Linked DNA regions of Mus musculus: regions 1 and 3 are each linked to region 2. The links are chromatin contacts, called in public promoter capture Hi-C maps. All regions are on one chromosome and are shown on one strand. The core of a region is the stretch at or near the end of the contact, and the rest is flanking DNA. Distances in the headings are between cores, read along the strand shown.

What was found. Promoter capture Hi-C pulls out the DNA fragments that hold promoters and counts their contacts. Capture Hi-C pulls out chosen DNA fragments and counts their contacts.
Region 1: a promoter capture Hi-C map of adipose tissue shows a contact between it and region 2. The contact joins the promoter of Gprin3 here to the promoter of Tigd2 in region 2. A contact is called at or near these places in 3 of 39 promoter capture datasets (the 3T3-L1 cell line, 3T3-L1-derived adipocytes and liver), 1 of 15 datasets of contacts at CTCF or cohesin (the NIH/3T3 cell line), 9 of 484 Hi-C or Micro-C datasets (CD4 T cells, CD8 T cells, the HL-1 cell line and 5 more), 6 of 115 datasets of contacts at active chromatin or transcription factors (the 230-238 cell line, CD8 T cells, effector CD8 T cells and 3 more) and 4 of 9 other capture datasets (adipose tissue, embryonic stem cells, liver and 1 more).
Region 3: a contact with region 2 is called in a promoter capture Hi-C map of pre-B cells. The contact joins the enhancer-like site here to the promoter of Tigd2 in region 2. A contact is called at or near these places in 9 of 39 promoter capture datasets (the 3T3-L1 cell line, 3T3-L1-derived adipocytes, the C10 cell line and 5 more), 4 of 115 datasets of contacts at active chromatin or transcription factors (the 230-238 cell line, bone marrow-derived macrophages, embryonic stem cells and 1 more) and 3 of 9 other capture datasets (adipose tissue, embryonic stem cells and liver).

The regions. Positions count from the first base shown.
Region 1 is chr6:59,423,817-59,427,870 of GRCm38.p6, reverse strand. It overlaps Gprin3 (GPRIN family member 3), which reads left to right and starts at 1,565. Exons shown (of 2, transcript NM_183183.3): 1 at 1,565-1,711.
Region 2 is chr6:59,206,726-59,210,625 of GRCm38.p6, reverse strand. It overlaps Tigd2 (tigger transposable element derived 2), which reads right to left and starts at 1,756. Exons shown (of 2, transcript NM_001081145.1): 1 at 1,445-1,756; 2 at 1-1,287. The coding sequence starts at 476.
Region 3 is chr6:58,978,173-58,982,092 of GRCm38.p6, reverse strand. The region is part of intron 5 of Fam13a (family with sequence similarity 13, member A); the gene reads left to right. The region is part of intron 2 of 8430415O14Rik (a long non-coding RNA gene); the gene reads right to left. Among named protein-coding and RNA genes, the nearest start is that of 8430415O14Rik, 15 kb to the right of the region's middle. Within about 2 kb of position 1,567, at least 2 of the 459 cell types and tissues checked have an H3K27ac peak or open chromatin away from gene starts, as enhancers often do.

The DNA.
Region 1 (4,054 bases), core at 316-2,815, 220 kb before region 2:
TGTCACTGTGTCTTACCTTACATGGCAGGAGAGACGTTGATTATGTAGTAACTAAGTGTGTATGTGATTGAAATAAGATGTAGTATAAGAAAAGATAGTGTGTAGAAGAACTGAACATAAAACCTATTTATCAATCAAATAGACACCCAAGTCCTGCCCCTTGTTACCAGATCTTTCTTCTATTGAACCTAATATAGGGAGTCTCAAACACTAATTAGACTTAGGTACACTCACTCATGTGGTCTGCTGGGCTGTAGTCCCTAGGACTCCAAACTGCCACTTCCTTCCACACAAAGTCATCTTGTTCTGTTTACAAATCAGTATGAGCCCTTACTTTGAGCTCTTTGGTTAAGAGGCAAAGAACCTGGAAACAGCTCTTACACTCCAGCCGCTCCTCTGAGAAAGCTATTTCAGGGATGACCTAGGGCTACTGGCAACCTTTTCATTTCTTTCTTCCTTCAACCAAAGGGAACCTTGAGAACTGCTTCCCACTTCTTTGCTAAAGAGAGAATATATAACTTCTGAAAATCTGTCTTAATCCACCTTTAGGAAGTAGCTACAACCAACACCAAAGAAACATATTTAAACTCCCTGGCCTAAGGACTGAGACTGTTCAGCACGACCTGGGTGGGAATCTGTTAAAAACAAACAAGCAAGCAAACAAACAAACAAAAACTCTGATCCTTGGGCTCTGATACAAACATCATCTCAACAGAATCCCTAGGTAAGCCCTGAGTTGTAGCTGAAAGATGATATCTCTGAGAGGTTTGAATGCCAGCCAGGCTGCTTACTACCCCACTCTCAAGCAGTTTCTAAAAAAAAGGAGTAACACCCCCTTAATAAGTAGTTGTGTGAATTATAGCTGCAATTTTTGCAAACAAATACTCAGTTATAATAGTTCTTGTGGTGTTGTTTAGCACCATCTACAGCAGCTCAGTAGACTTCACAGTGTTGCAGCAGCAGCTCAAAGGGGCTGTCTCCAAAGCCATCTACACTCTTGGAGTTAGTAATGCAGGAGAGGGACCGGAACATTTTGCAGTGACAACTCTAAATACTTAATACATTGTCCATTTCACAACATAGTAAACGCCTGTTGTCTGCTTGCTTTCATATCATTGCACAAGACTTTGTGAGGAGCCACCTACTCTATACAGAGACAGAGTGAATAGTGAATTGCTAGAGGGAGTGAGGGCCAGACTTCCTGCTGAGTCTCTCTGGGTCCCCAGCCCTTTTCCCTAATCTCCATCTTAACTTTCCATCTGTCACTGGTTCCCTTGCACCAGAGGCACAGTCAGCCAGTCCCCTAAGCTCCCCCAGGGCGCTAGGCTCCCTGAGCTGTGGGCCTCGAGGGCTGGCTGGGTAGGAGCTCGCAGGGAGGCTGCTGCCTGTCTGGGTGCAGGCGGGACTCAGCCACTGGGGCCTGGTCACAGCGGAGGGGCGCGCCTAGCTGGCGTGGATCTGCCCGCACGTGAACTCCACCTCCTTGCTGGCTCACCGCCCAGCGTAGAAGCTGCTGGTCTCCGCCCCGCTGCAGCGCCGCCTCAGCTCTTGGCATAGTAATCTCAGTTCCTGATCGCGCAGAGCTGGCTCCTGGCTGCAGGGGACTGCTCAAGTCACCCAGCAGCAGTGTGGCAGAGCCAGGGCTGGGAATCGACTAGAAGCCCAGCACCGCGCAGACAGCGGCCCAGCGGGGGACACCCCACCGGAGCAGGTAAGCCCGGAAAGGAGCCGCCCCCGCGGCCACCTGGCCCAGTGGCCAGCCTTGGAGACCGGAGCCTGGCAATGTCCCTGTGCTGGTGAAGGAGGAATTAGGTCCCACATTTGTTCGTGGATCTTTTGCCTGTTGCTTATGGTCCCCAGCCGCTGCTGCCACCCTGCTCCTCAGGAGGGGCTGTGCGCCCTGCAGGTGATGTATATCTCTGCAAGGTTATTACTCCCTTAAGCTCTGACCCAAAGGTAAAAAGAAAAAAAAGAGAAGCCGCTTGCTGCTTCTGAGCTAGAAATCCTAATCAGTAAGATATGCACACAACGAATACTCGAAGAAGGGTGTGTGTGTGTGATTGCCTTCTTTATTATTTTCCTATGATTATTTGCTGTAAGGTAAAAACTTAGTCGTATTCAATATGCTCGATTATATGTGTGTATGTGTGTGTATTTATTAATACATTTGCATGTATATTTCTTCATGAGGTCGGAAGGGAGAGACGAGGAAGGTCGACTGAGGATGATAAAGGGAAGTCATTGTAGAGCATGTTCAGTGTCTAGAGGTGAACTTTGGAACCACATTCAATCATGGTAGCAAGTAGAAGTGGTAAACCTGTCTCCGGGTACATTATGACAAAGGCCTGACATGTTCTTCTAGTACACAGCAACAGGGAAGTGGAAAGAGGAGTCTTAGACACTGGAAAGTAGATTGAGGTGGAGGAAAGGCAGCCTAGGCACATCAGAGTTCAAGGGCTTTTGAAGGGGTGTTAAGCGAGGTCACTGGTTGCATGTAGGCAGTTCAAGGTTGGGATGATGTGAGAGCAGCTGAGTAGGTGGGGGAAAGGCAAAAGCCTAGAGGGGTTGGGAAAGAAAGGAGCTTTAGCTAGCCATCCAGCTGGGAACCACCTTTCTGAAGGTGTTTGCTGCCTTCCTTCCGTTTTCACAACAGTTTTGTTCGAGATCCGTAGGTCCATGTTTTCATTTTATTTATTTATATTTTTTTCATGGAATCTGGGTCATGACAGGACTGGAAGAAACTGAAGTGTTTACACCACCAGAAAGATTTGGAGAGAGAGTGATTAAGGCTTAGCTTCATGAAATATTTACACAGCTCTTGCGTGGGCTTTTGTTTGCTCTTGTTGGCACTTCTGCATATTTTACCTTGATAATGCTTTGAGCATACCTCTCCTGAATGAGCCTATTTTTTTCGTTATAAACTATTCTTTTCTTCCCATGGTGTTCACCATAGGCCTGCCCTGAGAAACAGTGGTGGGAATAGAGATAATGAGTCACAGGGCAAAGAAGTCTTCTCTATTGCTCTCCTCCAATGGACAGAGTATTCATAGATAATGTTCTCTGACAAAGAGTCACAGAGAATGTGTTTGGTTTCGGTCGAGTCTGTGTGCCCCATGGGTGTGTGCATGTGTTTAGTGGAACAACTGTATTGATTGTAAACAGGAAAACAACGTATCAATCATCACTCCTATCACCAGACAGGATGTTCAGTCATTAAAAGGAGTTCCAGAAACATACCAGGGACTCAAGGAGACACAGCAAATGAGGATCTGCTGTGATGTGCCAAGACCTAATCACCAAGTACTGTTGTGGACATGGCATGGCACAACATGGCACCCTCACAGGATAGAGGGCTGAGGAACTAACTGAATCAGGTCAACTGTGGTTGGAGAGGAAGTGAGCTTCCAACAGGATGCACTAAAATTTCAGTGATTGGTTGTCTCAAAAGACTTTCCCAGCATAATTATTGGTTCCTCTAAAATTTTCTTGATTATGCCTGAAATATACCAGAAAAGATGTATTTAGACAGAGCTATCCTTCATTGTTAGAGTTTTGTCACAAATCTGCAACTTACAGGGAAGCCTATAACTACCAGGGATGGAGTCACAGAATGACAAAATAATGGCTTCTGACACAGAGGGCACACTTTTCTCCACAGTTGCACTGGGGATCTCCAGGGCTGGTGTGCTCTCTCCTTTATGGGCTCCTTCAGTCATCCATTCAACATGTATCTCAATGAACAAGGCATGACACTCAGATGTGAAATACAAGAATAAATAAGACACAGTCCAGGCTTACAACATGCAATGACATGACAGATGGTGACAGCCAAAGTCCTTTGGGAAGAGGCTTCAGAAGCCAGGCTGAGGAAAGCACAAGGCAAGTTTCCCAGGAACCAGAACAACGAGAGCTGCTGCCTTGGTTAAGAGGTGCTGAAAGGGCTTTAAGTAAGCAGGGGCTCAGGAAGGCAATCCTGTCAGCACATAAAGGTAAAAGATGGGGAGAGAGAAGGAAGCAGAGTCTATCCCCAAGCTCTGTCCAGAAAGGCTTCTTC
Region 2 (3,900 bases), core at 507-3,006:
AAGTTACCACAAAATTCACTGGCAGCAGTTTCATCCCCTTTTAATTTTGTGCCTTTCCCTGCAGCCTTTGGAATACCGTGGCGCTGCTTAAACCTAGTAAGCCAGCCAGAAGAGGCATTAAAATCACCCTCCATGCCCAATGCATCGAAGAAGAACCTAGCCTGCTTTGCACAGATCGTTCCAGACACTGGAATGCCATCTGTTTTCTGTTGATTAAACCATTCTATCATCACTCTGTCAAGCTCCTCATACGTTGACGACTTCATGGATTTACGCTTGGACACCCCACTAGTTGGGTCTGAACTGTTGGCATAGTTTATAATTCTCTCTTTGTTTTTTTTAATGTCACGAACTGTGGATTCACCAATTCCATACAGGACAGAAAGTTTTTTGAAGGAGTTGCCTTCTTCAAGCTTCTTAATAATGTCAAGTTTGTCTTTAATTGTCAGGACCACACGTTTACGTTTCCCCAACATTTTAGTCTAATTATTTTAGACAATTAACAACTTAGATTTGAACACAAAGAGACCAGAAAATGGAGGCTTAAGAGTCCTCAGCTGTTCCCTAAGACTTGGATGTTATAACAATTTTCAACGAAAGTCCGAGTTTTTCCCTTTGCATTTTAGAACTTAACCTGTTCCTATGACAACGAATAGCTCCAGATAACCCTTGTTTCTCTTCTTCCTCCTTGCTCTTTTCATTAAATTGCAGCCTTACTGAAAGCTCTAAGTTGAATCAATATTGTCCTACCGAGGTTTCTAAAACATTCTCATGATGATCAATTTTTGCCATTACCATGGGTCTTTTTTTCTTTTTCTTTTTTTCTTATGCTACGTTCAAGAAAACAGTTTTACTCGGGCTTGCACACTTAACAGACAGAAACACGGAGCAGGAAGCCTCACAGCCTGACTGTTGATGTCTGTGTCAGACAGCCAAGTGAGTGAACGCTCTCTTCAAGGCAAGGACTCTTGATGAGTACCTATGAAAGTCACAGCGAGCAGAGGTGAGCTGTCTCACCTCTTAGAATGTAAGTGGACAGGCAAACAACTCAGTACTTTAAACCAAAAAGAACTTATTGCTAATGGCAACTGAAAGGGAAACAGCGGACAAGTGATGTCACATGATTCAAGAAAGGATAAAAAACTTCATTGGTGGAAATCAGGACCCAAGGCTGCAACTAGGGGGTGGTAGGCTGGGTGAAGACCATACAGTAATCCTGGTGCAAGAAGATCTCCATGACCACAGAAGTAGCTGCTGGGGTGGTAGAGGTACTCGAGCCTTTGAAACCTATAGGAAAATACCAAACACGTTTTCCTTTCAGTATCAGTCCACCGTATAACTCATACCTACCCCTGCAACTGTGTCTAGGACATTGCCACCTATCAACCTGACAGGTAATAGACAAATAACGCTCGCAGGCACCACCCGGGAGCTGAGAGCCTACCTCCTGACACTACCAGGGCCTCTCCGAGACCGCCGGCCAGCAAGCTCCGAGCCGGACGCTGGGTGAAAGTCGGAGGCAGAGGGTCACGGCCGCAGCCCTACAGCGAGCGACTGGTCACCAGGCGCGCGGGACGCCGGGAAGCAGGGTGCGGGCATCGCTCCGCCTGACCGGCCAGAACGCAGAGCCAGCAGAGGAAGTCCCCAGCGAAGTCGACCCCGCCAGCCACCGCAGAGCGAGCGCGCAACGGAGCTGCGCGGCCGAGCCGGAAGGCAGGGGATTAGGTGCGCGCGCGCGCCCCCGCAGGAACGTGTTGTCGGCGAGGGGCGGGATGCGCGGGCGAGCCCGCTGACGGGGGCGCGGCTTCTGGGGGAGGGGCGGGGCTTGGCCAATGCTCCGCCTCCGGACACCCAGCGTGTGGCTCACGGCTGAGACCAGCAGAGGGCGACGCAGGGTGATTCTAGGTGGCCGGACTTTGCAGATGAGAAGGGAATAATAGCAAGGTTTTCTTTCTGGTAAGACTCAGGGAATATTTTAAGGCCCTAATGAGTTTACAGCTGTAACCTTCCAGGAATCTTCCCTCAAGGACTCTCTTCTGTTATCTTCTAACTAACAGGTTGTTCTGTTAGTATCATTTGGGTAATTTTCCTATATTTGTGTCCAAGGAAGTGAGAGTTGTGCTGTTTTGAGGATCATGTTGTTTTTTTCTTTTTTCTTTCTTCAGTAGCTTAAGATATATTTTAATCATGTTTACAATGTTACAATTTAGTATTGATGTTTTATGAAGTTAAATTATTAAATGAATAGTCTTAAATCCACTGTGGTGTTTTGTTTTGTTTTGTTTTGTTTTTTGAAAAATTATATAATTACCAAAAGCCAAAAATCAAATATTTGGAATACCTACTGTGAAATTTAAGAGATTAAAGGTTGTACTTGATACTTGTTATTTTTCTTAAATCTAGTTATCAAATGTAAAAATAAAAAGGCCCAGGGAGTGCACAGAGCCTCTTTGCCCTCTTCTGCGGCTGCGGCAACACAGAGCCGGATACCAGAGGCCAGCCAGCATGACGGTCGGCACTGATGACCTTAATGCTGGTGCAGGAATATAAGGACCACTTCCTGCTGTCAAAGGGGAATTTCAAGACTTCCACCTGTATCCAGTCCCAGCGTAGAGCCCCTCTCTTGCATAATAGTTTTTTAGGTGGTGTTGTTTTTAAATCCTTCTTCCACAAACTACAACCTAATGTGGATTATTCTGTTTCAGAAGAGGTTGTTTATTTGTTTGTTTCTCTAGAATTCTAGCACCAGGAGAGAGGGAAATCAAACCAAGCATTCATTCACTCTGCAGAGAAAGAATGTTGATTACTGGCCCTCTTTTGTCTCCCAAGCCTTCTCTGTGCTGCTATTCTCAGAGTCCCACCCTTCCACTCTCTGGCCTGCTGGATGGAAATCCTTTGATCTTTGATCTATCTCTGCTGTCCTATGGATGACTTTGGACAAGCCCTAGTTTTGCCTGAAAGTAGACTTCCCATAACTCTCACCCGCTTCAAGCTTACAAGGAAGCAATCTGAGTGGTTCCAAATGACCATTCCTAGTAAAGAACAATTTCATTCATATTGCTTTTAAAAACTTCCCTTCTCCCTTCTCGTTCTTAAGGAGTGCGCAAAAACACTCGCACCTGTTCATTCCTTAACAGAGGAGAACTAGCTTTCAGACTGCCAACCTCATAGAAATCAGGCTGTTCTTAGCCAAACGGAAGTTTGCCTGGCTTTCCTCTCTTCCAGCCTCCTGGGGTCACTGTGGCCTATGGTATTAAAGAAGAAAAAATGAAAAAAAAATCCTGCCTTGCTTGCCCATCCCACTTTTGGAAGCTAATTTCCTTCTCCATAGTGTGTTTGATGAGTATTTGTAGAATCTACCCCCAGTCAATTGTTTACCCCTTCTGTAACCTCATGAAGAACAAAAGCCAGATGCCGATATCATAAAGGCTGTCAAGCCTCTAGAACCCTACAAGACCTGTGACCACATGAACTACCCACGCCCTCCATGAGGGAATATTAATAGAGCCCTATTTTGTGGGTGCCTTATGAGCCTGGTGAGCATCTCCTTCTCTCTATGAACGAATAACATAGTCTGAACCTCAGCTGCTTTCTTCAAGATGACAGTGGTAGTGCCAAACTGGAATGTTACAACTGCAGCACACACACATGTGCACACACATGAACTGTCATGGGCATGCTATGTCAAAAGCTTAGACATGTATTGTCTTTCCACAGGGTAAGAATTTATTAAATAATAATGATTACATAAGGCATCAATTTGCTATGTAGTTATGATTTCCCTTGATTATTGTCAGTTAGCAAATATAGGTTCTCTTATTCCATTCTTTTTTTTTTTCCATTTTTTATTAGGTATTTAGCTCATTTACATTTCCAATGCTATACCAAAAGTCCCCCTTA
Region 3 (3,920 bases), core at 318-2,817, 230 kb after region 2:
CTCAGTGTGCTTTGTTGCAATTAATAATTTAATTTATTCTGCCAGCATACTTGGCAGGTAAACTTGCTCCTCCACAAAGTGATGGTATTCTCAAAGACCTTTGACTTTGTGTGTGTGTGTTCTGTGAATTTTAAAGTTTTATTTGTATTATTTTAATTATGAGTAGATGTGTGTTTCCAAGTGTAGGTATGTGCATATGGGCTCAGGTGCCTGTGGAAGCCTGATGCTTTGGATAACCCAGGAGACAGAGCTTCTAATGGTTGTCAGCTGCCTGGTGTGGCTGCTAGGATTTGAACTTGGGTCCTCTGGAAGAGCAGCAAATGCTCTTAACTACCTAGAAATCTATTTTTCTGAGAGCCAAAATCCTGATATTAGGAATTTTGGAGGCCAGGGCATACAATTACAGTACCAGCTGAACAAGGATCTCCCCTTAGACTATTTTGAGATAATGTTCAGACATGGATCTCAAGAAATGAGTGTTCCTTTCCACTGCTCTTCACATACTCAAAACACTGTTCCCAGTGTGAGAAAACTGATGGTTTAAACTCACGGGGATTTTTTTAAGGTCTTAAAACTTAAAGCATATTCTTTCTAAGCTAGAAAGCCAAGTCTCAGACTTTGAAAAATCATAAATCTCTTTGGCAGTGGTGAGAAAGGCCTCCCTGCGAATGTGACTTTGCTTATAAAATCCAGAGGCAATAGAACAGGGCACCTAAGTGAAACTGCAGGCACAAAGACCCCCAGCCAACCATTTATCTGGGAAGGTCTGAGGAATTATGGAGAGCCCGTTATAGTAAAAGGATCTCAGATTGAGAGGCCGTGGGTTGGGGAAGCACAGTAACTGGATTCTCAAACATCATCTGCAGAATTGCCTTTACCCTGTGTAAGAGGAGAAGCCCCAGGAATGTCCTTTGCAAGGATGTGAACTACTTCAATTTTGTGTTACTGCAAAATTGAACATGACACACATGATCAAGGGCAGAAGTCAGATCGGCAGTGAGCAACTCTAGCCATAATCTTGGTCCTTGATGAGAGCTTAAACTAAGATGATACCAAAGGCCTTGCTGGAAATTGGCACTGCTGATTTATGAGGAGAAGACATAACTTTGGGAAATGATATTTTAGCTTCCATTCAGGGTATGATAAGATTAGGTGCCCTGTTAGATATGGCAGAGGAGCTATCAAAGAGATAATTGCATATCTTGACCTGTTCAGGCAAACTATCTTAGCTAGAGACTTGTGTGACAGTCATCAGAATTAGAGATACTTAAGGAGGCGTAACTACATTTAAACAGTGGGAAAATATGCCCATTAAATAAGCTTAATAACCAGCAGCCAGAATGTAGAGAAAAATGAGCAAGTTTGGTGTCTTACGAACCAGGTACCTGAGTGTCTTAAGGAGACAAGAGTCAGAGGTCTTAAGAGGCCAAGAAAGGAAGGAATCTGACCATCTGAATTTGCAAAGTGAAGCTCACTGTTGACCCTAAGAAGAGGAACAAACACTGGTAGAAACTTAAGCCCTTCTCAAGAGAGAATGGGAGGAGATTAACTATATAGAGTAAGCACCCAATCGGCCAAAGAGGAGGATCCAGTATAGAACTCTCCAGGCCCTCACAGGCTGGTTGTCCATACTGTAGGAGTGCCTGCGGCTTTTTCTTTTGCCTGTCTAGGATGTGAGGACACAGAGCTCATCAGGGTCCAGGGTACAGAGGCAGTGAGCTGCAAAGCAGCGTTAGGTTGCTGGCCTCCAGCTCCATATCACCCCCAGGGATCCTTTCCCTGCCCTCCTTGGCTGTAGCTCTATCTGTACCCTTGGTTTCTTTCAAGAGAAAAGATAACCCCTGCTTTGTTTAAAGAGCCAAGATAGAAAACTTCAATTTAACTGTTTCCCTTGCTCTAATCTAAAAATAATTCTAAATCTCTAACCATCCCATTTTTTTACCTGACTCAATGATAAGTGATTGTTTTAGTTTGTTTTTCAATTCTAAGGTTATCCTGTAAGGCAAACCACACACACACACACACACACACACACACACACACACACACACACACACACACACACCTCCTTTGGAACAATCAGTTTCCTAAACCTCTTCACCCCCCCTCCCCCACTGCACATGGATAGCATGAATACAAGCAATCTCTTAGACACACGGTTTTCATAAACTCATCTCTATAGGCCTAGAAAAAAATCTCTTTATTCCCCCAAAAGTTTCTTTCTAGAACACAGCCTGACCGTGTGAGAAGAGAGCCACACTGAGGCTGACTTATGTATCTTCCTTCTAACCTTGGGATTGAAAAAGGAAAAACAAACTAGTAAACAAGTAAAAACACAAAAAACTAGTGTGCTAACTCTCTCCTCATAAACCTATCATGGATAATTAGAAGCCAGTAAGCTAAGAAATAAGTGATACCTGGATGTGGGTTCAGTAAGATACAATGTAAGTATTAGAAATTATGATTAAGAAAACTGATACAATCTGAAGCCTTGATAATTGTGTTTGAAGTACTTTATAATTCTAATCCTTCCAGCAGTTAGGAGACTGTTATTAACTATCTTCATTTTAAGTACAAAGGCATGAAGCATAGGTGATTGAATACCTTTGACACAAGTAAGTAAGCTATGGTGTGTGTGTGTGTGTGTGTGTGTGTGTGTGTGTGTGTGTGTGTGTCTGTAATCCATTCCTAGGAAAAACACTGAAAGAAAAAAATTGTTTACCCCAAATATTTACCCGAAAGTGACTGTATAATGTAATTACTAGAAATAATTGTTACTCTAACAAATAACAAATAACTGTTATTTTCTCAATACATTCTATTAGGATATATAATTCTATAGTATACACTATGATGAAACTATAAAGCAAAAGACAAGATCAAGTAGATCCCATCTCTGTGAACAGCTTCCACCTAATGTCTGAAATCTCAGCTGAGGTTCCCAAGAGGAGAATGGGTCTTGCAGTTCTTATATCTTGATTCAGCTTTAGCTTCATCGCTATATAGCAAGGCAGGTGAGAAGGGTATTAAAGCTCTATACTAAAGCACTTGACTCTGGTGTGTAAGGTGGAAAGTCCAATTCCCAGCACTACTAAAGCAAATAGCCACAATGTAGGTATGTCGTGCAGCTTTAGTTATTACTTATGTAAAAGAAAGATATTAATATCTCTTTTGGCTTTTTGAGAGCTAAATGCAGATAAATGTGCTAAAAACTATAGGTAAAAGTGAGCACAGTAAAGGGTTTTGCTTCAAAGTGTCCCCTGCATTCTGATGCCCAGTCTGTCTCTTTGGTTTCAATTCAAACACTTCAGCCATCTATACTTGTTTACCACGGTCCTTTACCTATCCAGCCCTGTAGTCAAACTTTACACATACTTTTCTTCAGAAACCCAGTGTTCTATGTTATGAACTGGCCCTTTAAGACCCCTCTGCTGTGACCTACTATGTCCTGTGTTTGATGAATGTCTTTTCGTCTCTTGTCCTTGGCAGTGGTCTCTCCTTGCCCTCTTCTCGGTGGCTGTGTACTGCTCTGTTTCAACCTCACTGCCTCACCTTTCTAAGTCATACTTAATACATACATAAGTGTTACCCACATTTTTGACACCTCTCTATCAGACCTTTACTTATGAACACCAAGTCTAAGGTTTAGGCTGTTTAGGCTGTTTCTACAGATGATTTCCACATCAGCATTTGACAAATGCTGTCTCCATGTGCTTCACGTAGCACTAGAGTCAACATGTGAGAACCCATTCTTCTTGTGCTGTGATCTTTTTTGACCTTGAGGTGTCCTGATCTAATCCTATTGTGTACTCCTTAGTTCTTCTAAGCCCTTTCCTTTTCCTTAGCTTCCAGCCTTCTTCCAACTTTCTAATTGTCAAATCTAGTTTATTATATTGAAAATATCTTGATTCCTGGACCAG